2 separate regions of the Mus musculus genome follow, and region 2 is linked to region 1. The links are chromatin contacts, called in public promoter capture Hi-C maps. All regions are on one chromosome and are shown on one strand. The core of a region is the stretch at or near the end of the contact, and the rest is flanking DNA. Distances in the headings are between cores, read along the strand shown.

The links. Promoter capture Hi-C pulls out the DNA fragments that hold promoters and counts their contacts.
Region 2: a contact with region 1 is called in a promoter capture Hi-C map of embryonic stem cells, with 3 times the contacts expected there. The contact joins the promoter of Cfap69 here to the promoter of Rbm48 in region 1. A contact is called at or near these places in 2 of 39 promoter capture datasets (cranial neural crest and embryonic stem cells).

The regions. Positions count from the first base shown.
Region 1 is chr5:3,593,804-3,600,654 of GRCm38.p6, reverse strand. It overlaps Rbm48 (RNA binding motif protein 48), which reads left to right and starts at 4,108. Exons shown (of 5, transcript NM_172991.4): 1 at 4,108-4,689; 2 at 5,210-5,400. The coding sequence starts at 4,453. It overlaps Pex1 (peroxisomal biogenesis factor 1), which reads right to left and starts at 4,589. Exons shown (of 24, transcript NM_001293806.1): 1 at 4,138-4,589. The coding sequence starts at 4,266.
Region 2 is chr5:5,660,642-5,667,492 of GRCm38.p6, reverse strand. It overlaps Cfap69 (cilia and flagella associated protein 69), which reads left to right and starts at 3,261. Exons shown (of 23, transcript NM_172447.2): 1 at 3,261-3,585. The coding sequence starts at 3,463. It overlaps Steap2 (six transmembrane epithelial antigen of prostate 2), which reads left to right. Exons shown (of 6, transcript NM_001103156.2): 6 at 1-2,664. Gm40262 (a long non-coding RNA gene) reads right to left here and starts at 3,116. Exons shown (of 3, transcript XR_868231.3): 1 at 3,060-3,116.

The sequences.
Region 1 (6,851 bases), core at 2,859-5,358:
GCCAGGACAGCCAGGGCTACACAGAGAAACCCTGTCTGGAAAGAACAAAATACAAAACAAAAGCCACTGTTTGTCCTTTAGCTGCATAATTCTTCTCACAGTTTCCAAGCAATGATGCAACTGTTTCTGCTGGCAAAGCTCAATTCAACTAAGCAGTTTGACAAAGCAAAAGCAAGCCCTGGTTTTGGAGTCAGAAGTCCTGGGCCACTGTCTAGGTTTCAAGGGCAAAGGTAACAGAGCCCCAGGCACTTTTTAGGTGGTTTCATAAGTTGCTGATACAACTCAGTGCCCTCTATTTCGTAAGAAAGCTTTAAAACCAGAGACATACATTAAAGAAAGAAATATAAAGTACATCATGAAATGTCTAAAATATCTATCTACTAGGCTACTGGGAAAGCAAAAGAAAAAAAAACAACTTTATCAGACAAGAAAAACATTTCAGTCATTTGGTTTTGGTCAAAATGTAGTTACTAGCTGCAGTGTCATGAGCTGCACTCAGTGAGGTTTGGCAAACTAATGTTCTAAGCTGATTTGTACCTTGGTTTCCATTAGAACCACAGAAGCCTTCCGATAGATGGAAGTCATAGAACAGAACCCCTTAGGAACCTAATCAAGAAGTGCACTGATTGTTGACGTTGGCCCACACTGTGTTATCAACATCACCACAGAAGAAACAATCAGGTGAATCTATACATTCAAACGCCTCAGGTGTGCCTAGGTCTAAGGCCTGGGCTATCTCTTGCTAACACAAGGAAACGACAAGTCTGCACACTTGTCATCACCTTCTGGGTGAGGTGTAGATCCATTTTCTGCACTTGGTGTCAGTAGGAATCCCTTCTCTGTTGCAATCACAGCATATGCTGAGCTTAAAATATACAGAGGGTGACTGAGCAGCGGTTCTTACCTGAGAGTGGCTGTGTCCCTCAAGGACATGGGTTGAGGTGTTAACAATGGGAGACACCACCCATGACTAGTCAACAGGGGTCATGATGGCCTTAAGTATCTTACAAACCAGGCATGGTGGCTCACATCTTTAATCCCAATGCTCAGGAGGTGGAAGCTGGTGGGCCTCTGTGAGTTTAAAGCCAGCCTGATCAACATAAAGAGTTCCAAGCCAGCCAGGGCTATATAATCAGACCCTACAATAATAGAAAACCGACCAAGAAGTAAGGGGTTGACCAGTATGACTGAGAACTTCTAAGTTAAATATCTACTTGGTACACCCAGTCCTTAAATAAGGACTTGAATGAACAAAGGAAGACATGTTTGAAACAAGATAGTATGTAACAAATGAAACATACACAGCCATGGGCAACCACAGAGTTGTGGGGGAGAAGGACTATACCATTGTTAAAGACCTGGGTTTATATGAAAGGAAGGAGACTTTGGTGAGAGTGGGCATAGAACCAGCAAAGGAGCAGAGTCAGGTGAGAAACAGTGGCAGGCTAGTGGAGCTGACACAGGGCAGACAAGAGCACACGTTAGCTTCCTGAAAATGAACTCTGCCTCAGACAATTCTAAATAACCTAGATAACTCAGGTCCTTTCACTGTTAACCTTTCATGTTCTATAGCCTCGGCTCTCAACTCTGTGCATGTAAGTTACCTGAAGATTTATTACGTCTTTTAAAAGTTGATTCCTCATAGATTCTGGTTCAGTAAGTTTGCGGAACAACCAGACTATTTGGATTCTGAAAACCCTGAGGTAAATCAGATAAAGGTCACTGTTGTAACTCTTCCTCCCACTAACTTCGTATCCCTGTTACATATTTAGGACTTCAGGTCAAATGAGATGATTCCCAACACACGAACCTTTCTGCTTTCATACTTATCTATGCTTCTGGGCCAATTTGTCTTGGATAGTTTCTTGGGTTTTTGTTTTATTTTGTTTTGTTTTTCGAGACAGGGTTTCTCTGTAGCCCTGGCTGTCCTGGAACTCACTTTGTAGACCAGGCTGGCCTCGAACTCAGAAATCCACCTGCCTCTGCCTCCTGAGTGCTGGGATTAAAGGTGTGAGCCACCACTACCAGGAGGATAGTTTCTTGTTAATGTGTTTCAAACTAAGCTATCTGAGAGGAGGGAATGTCAACTAAGAAAATATCTCCATAAGATGCAGCGGCAGGCAAGCATGTACGGCATTTTCTTAATTGGTGACTGATGGGGTAGGGCCAGCCAATGGTGGGTGGTAACACCCCTAGTAGCCCTGGGTTCTATAAGAAAGCAGGCTGAGCAAGCCATTAGGAACAAGCCAGTAAGCAGCAGCCCTCCATGACCTCTGCACACACTCCTGCCTCCAGTTTCCTGTCCTGCCTGACTTCTTATCCTGGTTTCCTTTAATGATGGACTACAATGTGACGTGTAAGTCAAATAAACCTTTTCCTCCCCAGCATACTTTGGGTCACAGTGTTTCATCGCAGCAGTAGAAACCCTGACTAAGACAATTATTTTGGGAATTCTAAATAACCAAAAATGAAAATGATCCATAAGCAACAACACTTTACAGTTTCAGCAAAACATAGCTGTCACTTTAAATTTCTAAAAGTTGAGTTCAAAAGTTAATCATGGTGAGCAGTTATATAAGTTATGGTCAGTTTATGGTATCATACCAAGTAATTGCTAAAAGCAATGACCTCTCAACAAAAGTCATATTAATACTACACAAAACCAGGACAGGAAGCTGGGCGTGGTGGCGCACGCCTTTAATCCCAGCACTCGGGAGGCAGAGGCAGGCGGATTTCTGAGTTCGAGGCCAGCCTGGTCTACAAAGTGAGTTCCAGGACAGACAGGGCTACACAGAAAAACCCTGTCTCGAAAAAAACAAACAAAACAAAACAAAACAAAACAAAAAACCAGGACAGGAAACCTCATGTGTATCTAGCTCCACCTTTCTATAAACAATAAAGATTAGATATAAGCATGCAAGACTTAATCCAAATGCTTAGTATTTTACTTCTTCACTTCTCAAATAATAATAAAAATAATAATAAAGACCAAGACTATGTAATTCCTAAACAGTGATGAATCCAAGGAAGCAACAACATGTCAGGTTCAAATTCTTAGCGACCATAAGGAAGCATTTTTCTAAACTCATGGGGTGGTAAGCTTAATTTGAGATTTGAAAATACACTGAAAAATCCCCATCAGAAATGACAGGGAATAATGATCCAAGCTGGGATTTGGTAACAGTGAATGATTCCTTTCAGTCACCAGAAAGCAAACCAGAGAGTTAGAGAATATTTGGTGGAGATAAACTAACAGTAAGAATGGTTCTGATGAAATTGGTGTGTTCTGATAGGTGGACTGTAAAAGCAAGATAAATGTAGCAAAGAGGAAATAAAGGTAGAATACTTGAAGTCATTTCAAACTCTTGTATATTTTTTTTATGACCCAGTGTTCAGGTACCATGCATCTAGGATTTTAGATTTCAAATACTCTAACCCCATGAATACACTCAAACTAAGAGAGTCTATTTCTGCTCACTCTTAGGAAAATATGGATGCTGTATTTCCACCGATGGTTAATAGCCTTGAAACACCATAATGACAGAATCCAGACAGCTCGCTGAGGTCCAAGTAATCCTAGCTACCGAGGTGAAAGTGTGGGGTGTGAATAATTCCATCACCTTGTCACCCCGCCCCACCTCCCTCGCCGCACATATTCTTGCTATGTTCGAAGTCCTCCGGAGCAGGGAGAGCTATCTATCCTTTTATTAACCTTTCGCACAGGTTGGAAACCTTGGTAATCTACAAACCAAGTCTGCCACTCAACACCTCTATCGCTGCACCGGCAACTCGTTGGCAGGATAATGCTTTAGCAACCTGTAAGCAAACCTGTAAGAGCTCTCTAGAACTTTCCATCCTTGAGTGAGGGCCGCTTCTGACTGCTGGGGCAGAACCCTTGCATGCTCAGCTTGCTTTAACCGAGTTAAAGGGGTGCACTAGGAATTCCACGGTAGGGTCTGAGGATACACTAGCCGTGGTGTGGATGCACACGCTGCCACTCCACGCCATGCCCGCAGGGGGCCCTCGCTCACGCCTCAGCTCGGGGTCGGTGGCAGACGATGTCCCTGCAGGAAAAGGTGTCAGCTGACCCTAGTCCCACGAGACGTCAGTGGTGTCCGCGTCCCGCCAGCGCGTTACCTGCAGCAGGTGAAGCTGGGCCACGAGGCGCCGCGGCAGATGCAGGAAGCAGTCCCGAGCATTCGTGAAGGCCACCGTCACGACCGCCCCACCAGACCCCGCACCCGCTAAGCGATCGCTGCTCCACATTGTCCCAAGGTTCAACTCTCACCGGAGAGCGGAGTCCACCGGCTTCTCGTCAGGTGAGAGCGTCGGAACCCGAGAACATCGATCAGGCCCGCCCCCCTCTTCCCACGCCCGGCCGCTGTCACCCTCGGGCCACCTCCGAAGCTCTAGGGGGCGGCACGTCGCTCGTCGAATTCTCGCTCTCAGGAGATGATCGTCGATGGGGTCGATCCTTCAGCCAATCCTAGCACGCCTGGTCCATCCTGCTCTCTTATTGGACTCAGAGGAGCGCGGCTGGCGGATGTTGTTCTGGCGCGGGGGACTAGAGCCGGCAAGATGGCATCCAGTGACGGGAAACCTGGTGGCGTATTCGATCACCACGTCCAGACGGCTGTGTGTGACTCGCGGGCCAAATACCGGGAGGGCCGACGCCCTCGCGCGGTCAAGGTAGAGTGACTCGGATTCTTCTCTCCCCTCGGCAGGGACACTAAATTCCTGTGAGCACTAGCTCCCCAAGGCCTGCCTCCATAAAGGCATGGCAGGGATGTTGTGAGATCCATCTCTAAGTGGAGGGGGCACGAAGAACCCGGGCCCCGGTACCAAAGGTTATCACTACCCTCGGTTAGCTGCTTACCAAACCTCCAACCCACTATTTTTAGCTTTGTATCCTATGTGTTTACAATAGCGCTTCTCACAGGGCAAGCCCAGGGTGAGTGAGTGTTCAGTGGCTGTTTACATTAACCTCTCTGGAGTCAGCTTTTGGAAAAGACGTCTGTTAAGTGGTTTAGTCAGATACCCTTATGTGGAGTGTGGTAGTCTTTAGGCAGAAGAGTGACAGTTTAGTGTGTATGTTTTGCAGACCGGATTGTTTCTTGTTTTCAAAGCTCCATTTAAAAGGGGGTGGGAGGACCGATTTGCCATAGGCTTGTTTGAAGAGTACATTTAACGAGGTCTCCTTTGACTTTAGGTATATACAATCAATTTGGAGTCTCAGTACTTACTAATACAAGGAGTTCCTGCAGTGGGAGCCATGAAGGAATTAGTTGAGCGTTTTGCTCTGTATGGTGCGATTGAACAGTATAACGCTCTAGATGAATACCCAGCGGAAGATTTTACAGAAGTTTATCTCATTAAATTTGTGAAATTACAGAGTGCAAGGTATGTACAAGTTAAGCAGAACTCCTGTTAAAATCTTATTCCTGTTGCTGTCATTTTGGCCCCAACTGTTTCCCAAATGTACCCAAAGCACAGAAGCACTTCTTGCTCTCAGTCTTCCTGATTGGGGGGAGGAGGGGAGGGGACAGGGTTTATTTGGATAGCCTTAGCTGTGCTAGAATTAGTTCTGTAGACCAGGCTGGCCTTGAACTCAAAGATCCCTTTGCCTTTGCCTCTGACTCTCGAGTGCTGGGTTTAAAGGTATGCACCACTCCACCTCGCCTTCCAGTTTGTTTTTCACCAGGCCTCACATCTGCGACTTAATCACTCTAACAGTGAGTGACATCCCAGCTCTTCCTTCAAGCTTTTAAAAGGCTGACTTTACAACAATACTCTTCCCATCCTCTCATACCTGTGCTTGGCAAATTTTGAACCTGTAGTGTGGTAGATTAAGAATTACGTTTGAAGTAAATTATCAGTCCTGTGGATTCATGACTGTGGAGAATTTTAGTCCTCCAAGCAAATTTTTGTTCTTTTCCTAAAATCCATATGGCAAAAAGGACTACTTCTTGAGGTTCACTGAGCAAGGATGAAATGGGACAATTTATGTAAAGGGAGTAGACTGGTACCTCCTATTAAGAGGAAATAGTAGAGCCGGGCAGAGGTGGCACATGCCTGTAATCCTAGCACCAGGGAGGCAGAAGCAGGTGGACCTCTTGAGGTGGAGCCAGCCTTGTCTACAGAGTGAGTTCCAGGAGAGCCAGGGCTACACAGAGAAAACCCTGTTTCCAAAAAACAAGCAAACAAACAAAAAGTAACTATTAGTAATGACAGTTCTTATTTGTATAGTTCTATGTTAATCAACTTTGTATTCCAATAAGGAATGCTTTATTTTATGTTAACCCCTTTTGGCGGGGGGGGGGGGGGGTGCATGTGTGTGCATATTCCTGTGTGTGTATGTGTGTGTGTGTGTATGTGAGTGAACACTAGCCTGAAACTGGCTGTGTAGACCAGCTGACCTAGAACTCAAAACTTCCTCCAGACTCTGCCTACCCATCTCCACCAGGTTCAAAGGCTTGTGTGCACTACAGTGTACTCTATCCTATTTTTTGAGGTTGGGCCCCTCCCTCACTGAGCTCATTGGCTAGATTGGTGACTGTCAAACTCAGTGATCCTTCTATCTCTACCCTGTGAGCACTGGAATTACAGGCACAGTGCGGTGCCTGGCTTTCACGTGCATGCCAGGGGTCTGAGCCAAGGCACTCCAGCAAGGGCTTTTCCACCGGAGCAGCCTTCCTAGCTCATGTTAGCCATTTTTTCATTTTAATCACTAACCTTATCTAAACCATATCTTTTTCTGGCTTTTGCTATTCATAAACTTTTTTTTTTTTTTTGGTATGGAAAAAGACTTCAAATCCCCTGGAGCTGAAGTTACAGGTGGTTGTGAACCACCC
Region 2 (6,851 bases), core at 2,012-4,511, 2.1 Mb before region 1:
TTGTAGGCATCTGACCTCGCAAGCTCTAAATCCAGATTGCGTTGAGAGGCTTGGTGACAGATTCATACTGAACAAGTGCAAAGTAGTAGGCATTAAATTAACATCGCAATTTACACACTGGAAATTATCAGTATTCTACAGGTGATAATACCAATCTTACTTTAACTAAACATAGTGTATTATTCAGGCTGTTCATAAAGTTCTTATTTTAACTTAAAAGATGGTGAAATTTATTATGGGCTGAATTGTGTCTTCCAAAACTTGTATGGTAAGTCCTATCCCCCAACCGCTTAAAAAAAAAAAAAAAAAAAGACTGTATTTGGAGACTGGCCTAAAGAGATCATAGGGGTGAGATCAAATGGGTGAATCTTAATCCAATATGACTGACATCCTTTTAAGTAGAAAACGGACATGGACAGCCACATGACGTAAAGGGAAGAAAATAGCAAGCCAAGAAAAAAGGTCTACACAAAGCCTTGGTCTTGATTTTCCAGCCTTCAGGACTGTTAGAAAATCTTTGTTTTTAAGCATTTGTTACTGCAGACTTCAATAACAAATGCAAGGACTATGCAATCCACAGAAGTGAGGTAATTTATACAACTTGATGTCATTAGAATAAGCGTATCTAGTGAATCCTACTTTACAATAAAAACCTGTATCTAGGGGCCTTCATTTTGCCCTCTACCATGTAAGCACAGTACATAGTTGATAGTTCTAAATGTGCAGGAACGTTTTCACTTCATAGGGATACTGCTGTGTCAAAAGCTAAAGAGTTGATCTGGTGGAAGCAGGTCTTTTGTTTGTTTTTGCTTTTTTGTCTGGTGTTATAAATTTATTTCCTCCGTGACTGCATACTGCATTTGTCCTCTACATAGGAACAGTTCCCTGGCTTCACCTGCAATCTGAATTACTATGGATACATTTTTGATTTGAGTATCTGACTTCAGGGGTAGCTGTTCTACTTGTCTTTTCTGTTCCATTTGTCATGTATAAATTTCAGAGGTGATTAGTTTGTAGGCTGGCAACTCTAAGTCAATATGAAAAAGACTGTTTAAAGTGCATGAGTAAATTAAATTCCAGCACTCTTCTGCTAGAAATTTCCCCAAAAGCTAACCCACTATATTAATAATATTTAATATAATGCTATAAAAGTTCTCTAAACAAACTACTTTGTCTCAGCAGGTAATAATCTTTGTTTGAACATTTAGGACAAGCAGCATTGGTTTAGAGAGAATTAAATTCACATGTAACTTAAATACTTACAAAATGTTTGTAATTCATGATAATGAATAAGTGCAGTTTTGCTAACTTGCTAATGAGGCACGGTGAAAAACAAAATGGTAAGAATTATATTAGTATTGAATTTGTTTAAGTCTATGTTTAACTTCGTTCATTACTTCTAAATGTACAAATTGTATTTAGGTTGATATATGAAAACTTTGTTTTACATGTACAAGTGCTTCTAAGAAGCACTAAGTCATATCTTCATGATGCTACGTTCTGCGAGCGGCCAATGTATTGACGCACTGAAACATTCCGATTCCCTGGGTAGACCTGATTTCTCGCGTTTCTCTATTATTAATTGATCTTTTGTTGAAGTAATTGGACATCTCGGTAGACATTAATCTTTTTATCCATCTATGTTCACCTGCATCATCATAAACAGGGATCAATGAATAGTAATTAAAATTAAATCCACACATTTAAACAGTCGAAGCTCTTGAAAACATAAACCTTGGTGCACTTCTAAGGAGAAATGCTGTGAAACAAATAATTGTCACCAAGTCCATTTGCAAATAGAGGAAGCCCCAGCCAGTTCCTTTTTCTTTTGAGATGGCTAACTTTGGTAAAACTGTTCCAAAACAATAATAACAAAAAACTACACATCATGAGCTTCTTAGTTTTTATATGTACACTTGTTAAAATGGGCATTATTCACACCAGGAGGTGCAAAGTTCTGCATTCCTGACGAGCCCCTAATGGCCACACAGTTAGGAAACCCATGAAAACCACTTTGAGTAGCAAGGATCTAAAATGCTTAATCTAGATAATTTACAAAATTCTTTCATTTTACCTTAAATCAAAATCTAGCCCTTGACATTTTCATGAACACTTATTGAACACCTTCTATGATATTGACTAGAAGGACCAAGAGTATGGCCTTCAGACCAACTACATCAGCATCACATGGGAACTCACTATAAAGGCAAACTGGAACCAGACAAGGTATTCACAAACATGCCTACCTACATCTCCAGCATGTCACAGGCTGGGGACACACAGCCACACCTTCACTCAGCAAGTAAGCAAATTAGTGGCTATGTACAAATTTTTAATTGCCTTAGTCTCAGTAGCATAACATGGTTGGGCTATTTCGTCAATAAATTCCACTAACTATACAGTGAGCACCAAAAAACAAAACAAAATAAAAGACAAAAAAAAAAGAGCATGCCACTAAGCGTGACATCTAAAACAACAGAAAAAATACAGGCTTCCTGGGAAAGATCAGGCCAGACTGTTTCATAGAGTGTAAGCCTTCTGAAGATGGTAGCATGAAGTTTGTACTCTATGAAGAGATCACAAGGCGACTGAGTATGAAGTGCGTGAGACTTCTGTCCCTCTTGCTTCTCAACCTACTAATGAATAAAATAAATGCTATCGTAGAAAAACAATTACAAAACTGGACTGTTGATTTGCCAGGTTGGAGAACACATCCTGTGAAGAATGTCAGTGTCTTTCTCTGGTTGCAAAAACGAGAACTTTCCATCCCAGGCCATACTAGACACCCAACCACTCTACTGCTCGAAAGATTTTCAAAAGTCTGTACTATGCCTTATTTGTTTGTCTAACTGTTCAATTAGGCCAGTACAAAAGTACAACATATATATATATTTGTGTGTGTGTATATATACATATATATATATATATATATATATATGTATATATACACACACACACCTGGGAAATTAAGCTACACTGACTGGTCCTATCTCTGCAGAAAGGGTAAAGTGCTCAGATTTCAAGATTATGCCAATCACATCCCTCAGAATGCATCTTACCTCCAGCTCATACTCCTCCGCCCCACACAGGCACTTATTAAGCAAGGGCCATTGCTACAAGACTGAAACACTAAGTGCATACCGCGATCTCAGTCACTGGTCTCCTTTGTCTCCCGCGCCGCACACCAGCAGACCCTCTTTTGGTGAAGTTTGGCTCTCCCAGCTTCCGTAAGCCCCGCCCCTAGCAACGCCCGGGCTTGTGTTAGCAACTGGAGCGCGCTGGGTGCCTTGGTCCTCCTGTGGGCACTAACAGCAGTTGGATGTCCGCTATGTTGCTGCGGCGGGGGTTACGACAGAACTTTCGGGGTCTTTCTCCTCCCTAGCTCAGCAGCGTGTTTTCTGCCAGGGCTCGTGGGTCCGTGGCTGCGGACGCACCTAAGACCTCAGGCTCCCACCCCGAACCATGTCCACCGCGGAGGCCTCGGCCACCACGGCCGACGCCGCCGAGGCGGGCGGCAGGACGAAGACCGGCAGTCCCCGCACAATCCCGGTGTTTGGGGTGGCGATCCCGGATGGGGAGATGCAGGTACGGCCGGGCTGTGCAGCAGGAGCGGAGAAGGGCATAAGGCTCCAGGGCAACCCAGTGGAATGAAGACCAGAATGAGATTTGGGAACCTGTGGGATGGAGATAATGATAGCCCAGCTGATCCCTGGAGGCTAGTGAAGAGGGGACTGGATGTCGTCAACCAATCTGTCTGGGGACTCTAGCTGCGTGGTTCTCATAAAGGGCGCGGGGGGGGGGGGCGAGGGGGGGAGCGCTCTTTCAAGTGTGGCCACGACAGGAACTGACATTGATTTGATAACTAGATCACTGTGGTGGGTTTTTGGTCTATTGATCCGTTATAAAGTGGCGTTCCCTGGGTTTCTTTCCTGCTAAATTGCCTGCTTCTGAAGCTTGCACTCACAGGTAGGGCAGATGCTGTTTGGAGAGCTGGGCACAATTTTCTTTGTTGTGTTTATACTTGTTTTCGGGTTTGCTATTGTTATAAATGTAAAGATTATTAAAATTGGGTTGAGGAACCTCTCTGCATTGCCCCCACACTAATGGTGTGGGGGGCCACTATGGGAATTCCTGTTGAGACGTCACAACTCCCAGACTGCGTCAGGAACTCTGTCTCCTGTGGCCACATCCTGGAGCCTTGGAGAGTTACTTGGGAGCAGTCAGTTGGCTGGGACTACTTCTGTGGGAACTGGGTGGAGCTCTCTGAGGGCTCTCACACATGTACGCCAACAGCCCTCAGAGTAACTACTTTTACATAAAGAGGGGATGCCAGGGGAATTTCCCTAATCAGTTTTGTGGAGGTATTCCTGTACAAGATCGGAGACGTGTGAGTGATCACCGCTTTCCACTCTCTGGGCTACAAGGAAGCTAGGCATTGCCACTATATAGGTGAGTTTGACTCTCATTTTTCTTTGGGCAAAGATTACATGACACAGACAAACGAGTTTAAAGACGTTCAATGGGTCATTGCAAAAGAAAAAAGAAGTTCGTGACATAGGAAGTAACATAGCTAGAAGTGTCTTGTGTTCATTCCTGCCTCTCCTTCTATGAGTATTCATATTGTTAGAAAGTACTGAGAGAATCAAAAGGCAATTTCTTCCTAAAGAAATGGAATAGAAAACAATTCAGAATTAGGAGAAATCTTGGTGCTCTCTCATTCCTCTTGGGTGTATTGCTTGCAGTTGCCTTTACAAATAAAGTGTCTTTAAGTCCACCAGGAACTAACTGTAGCCACCCAGTTCCTTTACTCACTGTGGGGCCTAGTGTTCCTAGTAATACTTAAGACGATAACCTTTAGTCCTCTGTTCAAGTCAGCAGAGAGACCTTTGGACGCTTCAAAATTCAAAGCATTCCACTTTTGCCTGTATGCAAGAAACAGCTAAACCATTCCACCAGCTATGAAATCAAAGACATGTGGAGATAATAATGAAGATTAAGATGGAGATTCTGATAGTACTGATGTTCATTGTGTTCAGCTTAGTGAAGGCCTGGAGACTGCTCAGTGGGTATGGGTGCTAGATAGCCTGACTTCCATACCCCAGAATCCACCCACGTGTTCAAAGGGGATAACTGACTCCTCAGTATGTTCTCTCGCCTCCACACCCACCTCCCTATACAAAGTAAATATAAGCCTAAACACCTTTTAAAAATGTCAGTTGTAAAGACTGTGTACAGCTTAAACCAAATGCACATAGAAGGAGTATATAGTGCCACATATACCAAGATACTCAGTTTTGCCATCATTCTTTATTCATGGAGGCATCTAAAGCTTGGGATATTTATTTGTCATTAAAACTCATGGAGTGCTGGGTGGTGGTAGCAGCGCATGCCTTTAATCCCAGCACTTGGGAGGCAGAGGCAGGCAAATTTCTGAGTTTGAGACCAGCCTGGTCTACAGAGTGAGTACCAGGACAGCCAGGATTAGACAGAGAAACCCTGTCTTGAAAAACAAAACAAACAAACAAGCAAGCAAAAACCCCTCATGGAGAATTTGAAATTTTAAAAGTAGCAGCTAAAGATGTCCTGCTATACAGATGCTATTTTTTCTACCTATGCTTCTAAGGGCTTATTTTATTATAGACTTAAATTTGAAGCATTTGAGTCACCCTAACATGAATATTTTGAATGCTGTTATGTCCTTGTTGTGATTTTTCATAACTTGAGCATTCTAACCTTGTAAGAATTTTGACTCTGCCTACATTAATGATTATTAAAGCTTTAAGAAAACTATCTTTTTTTAGATTTCCAAACAGTAGAATCCTGCTAAAATTTAGTGATTATGTTTCCTCATTTATTTGTTTGTTTGTTTGTTTAATTAATTAATTCATTTTACGTCCTTATTGCAGCCCCCCTCAGTTCTCCCCACAGCCCCTTCTCCCGTTCTTCTCTGACAAGGAGAAGCCTGCTCACCCCCAAACACCCACCCCCAGGTGTAAACTTACCCTAGCACATCAAAGCTCTACAGAACTAGGCACATCGCTCTCCCACTGATTCCAGACAAGGCAGTTCAGTTAGGGGAACAGGCTCTGCAGACAGGCAACAGTCAGGGGCAATCCCACCCCTGCCCCCCAGCACCTGCCCCCTCCAGTTGTTGAGAGGTCTGCATGAAAACCAAGCTGCACATCTGCTACATATGTGCAGGGGCCCTAGGTCCAGCCCATGGTCAATTTTTATTTTATTTGGTGAAGTTGCTTCCCTTTTCTACTTGTGTTTTCACCTTTGAAAGGGATTTGTAACTGTCTCTCTCCTAAATTATTTTAAGAAAGATTCGTGAGTCATTTAGCACCATGCTCATCACACATACTGTAAGGATCAGTGTGGTTTTTATTGATGGCTCTAATCACAAGTTCTTCTATTTTTGTTCTTAATAAACTCTGATGATGTTTACGGGGTAGTTAAACCTTTATTAGATCTGGTGCTATGAGGTTGCTTCTCTAGAAATAGTCCCAGGGCTCTTAGCCCTGTTCAAGAAGATAGGGACATTAGGCACTAGAGGTGAAGTCCTTATTTTCTAAGAAAGTGGATCCATGTAGCAATGCAGTTTTATTGAACCAGTGGAAATCATGAGCATTTAATTGATTACGCTCGGTCTGTTTCAGATCTGGTTCTAGCAACCTCCATTATTCTAAAGAACTCCAAGCCTCTTTAGAGCAGAGCTTCCCAAACCCACTGTGTGTGTAAAGAGCCCAGGGATCGTACAAAAGTGTGGATCTGCAGCTCAGGGGTGGAGTTTCATGTTCTCATTTCCTCAAATGTTCAGGGAATGCTGCTGCTACTAGTGGGGAGACCCG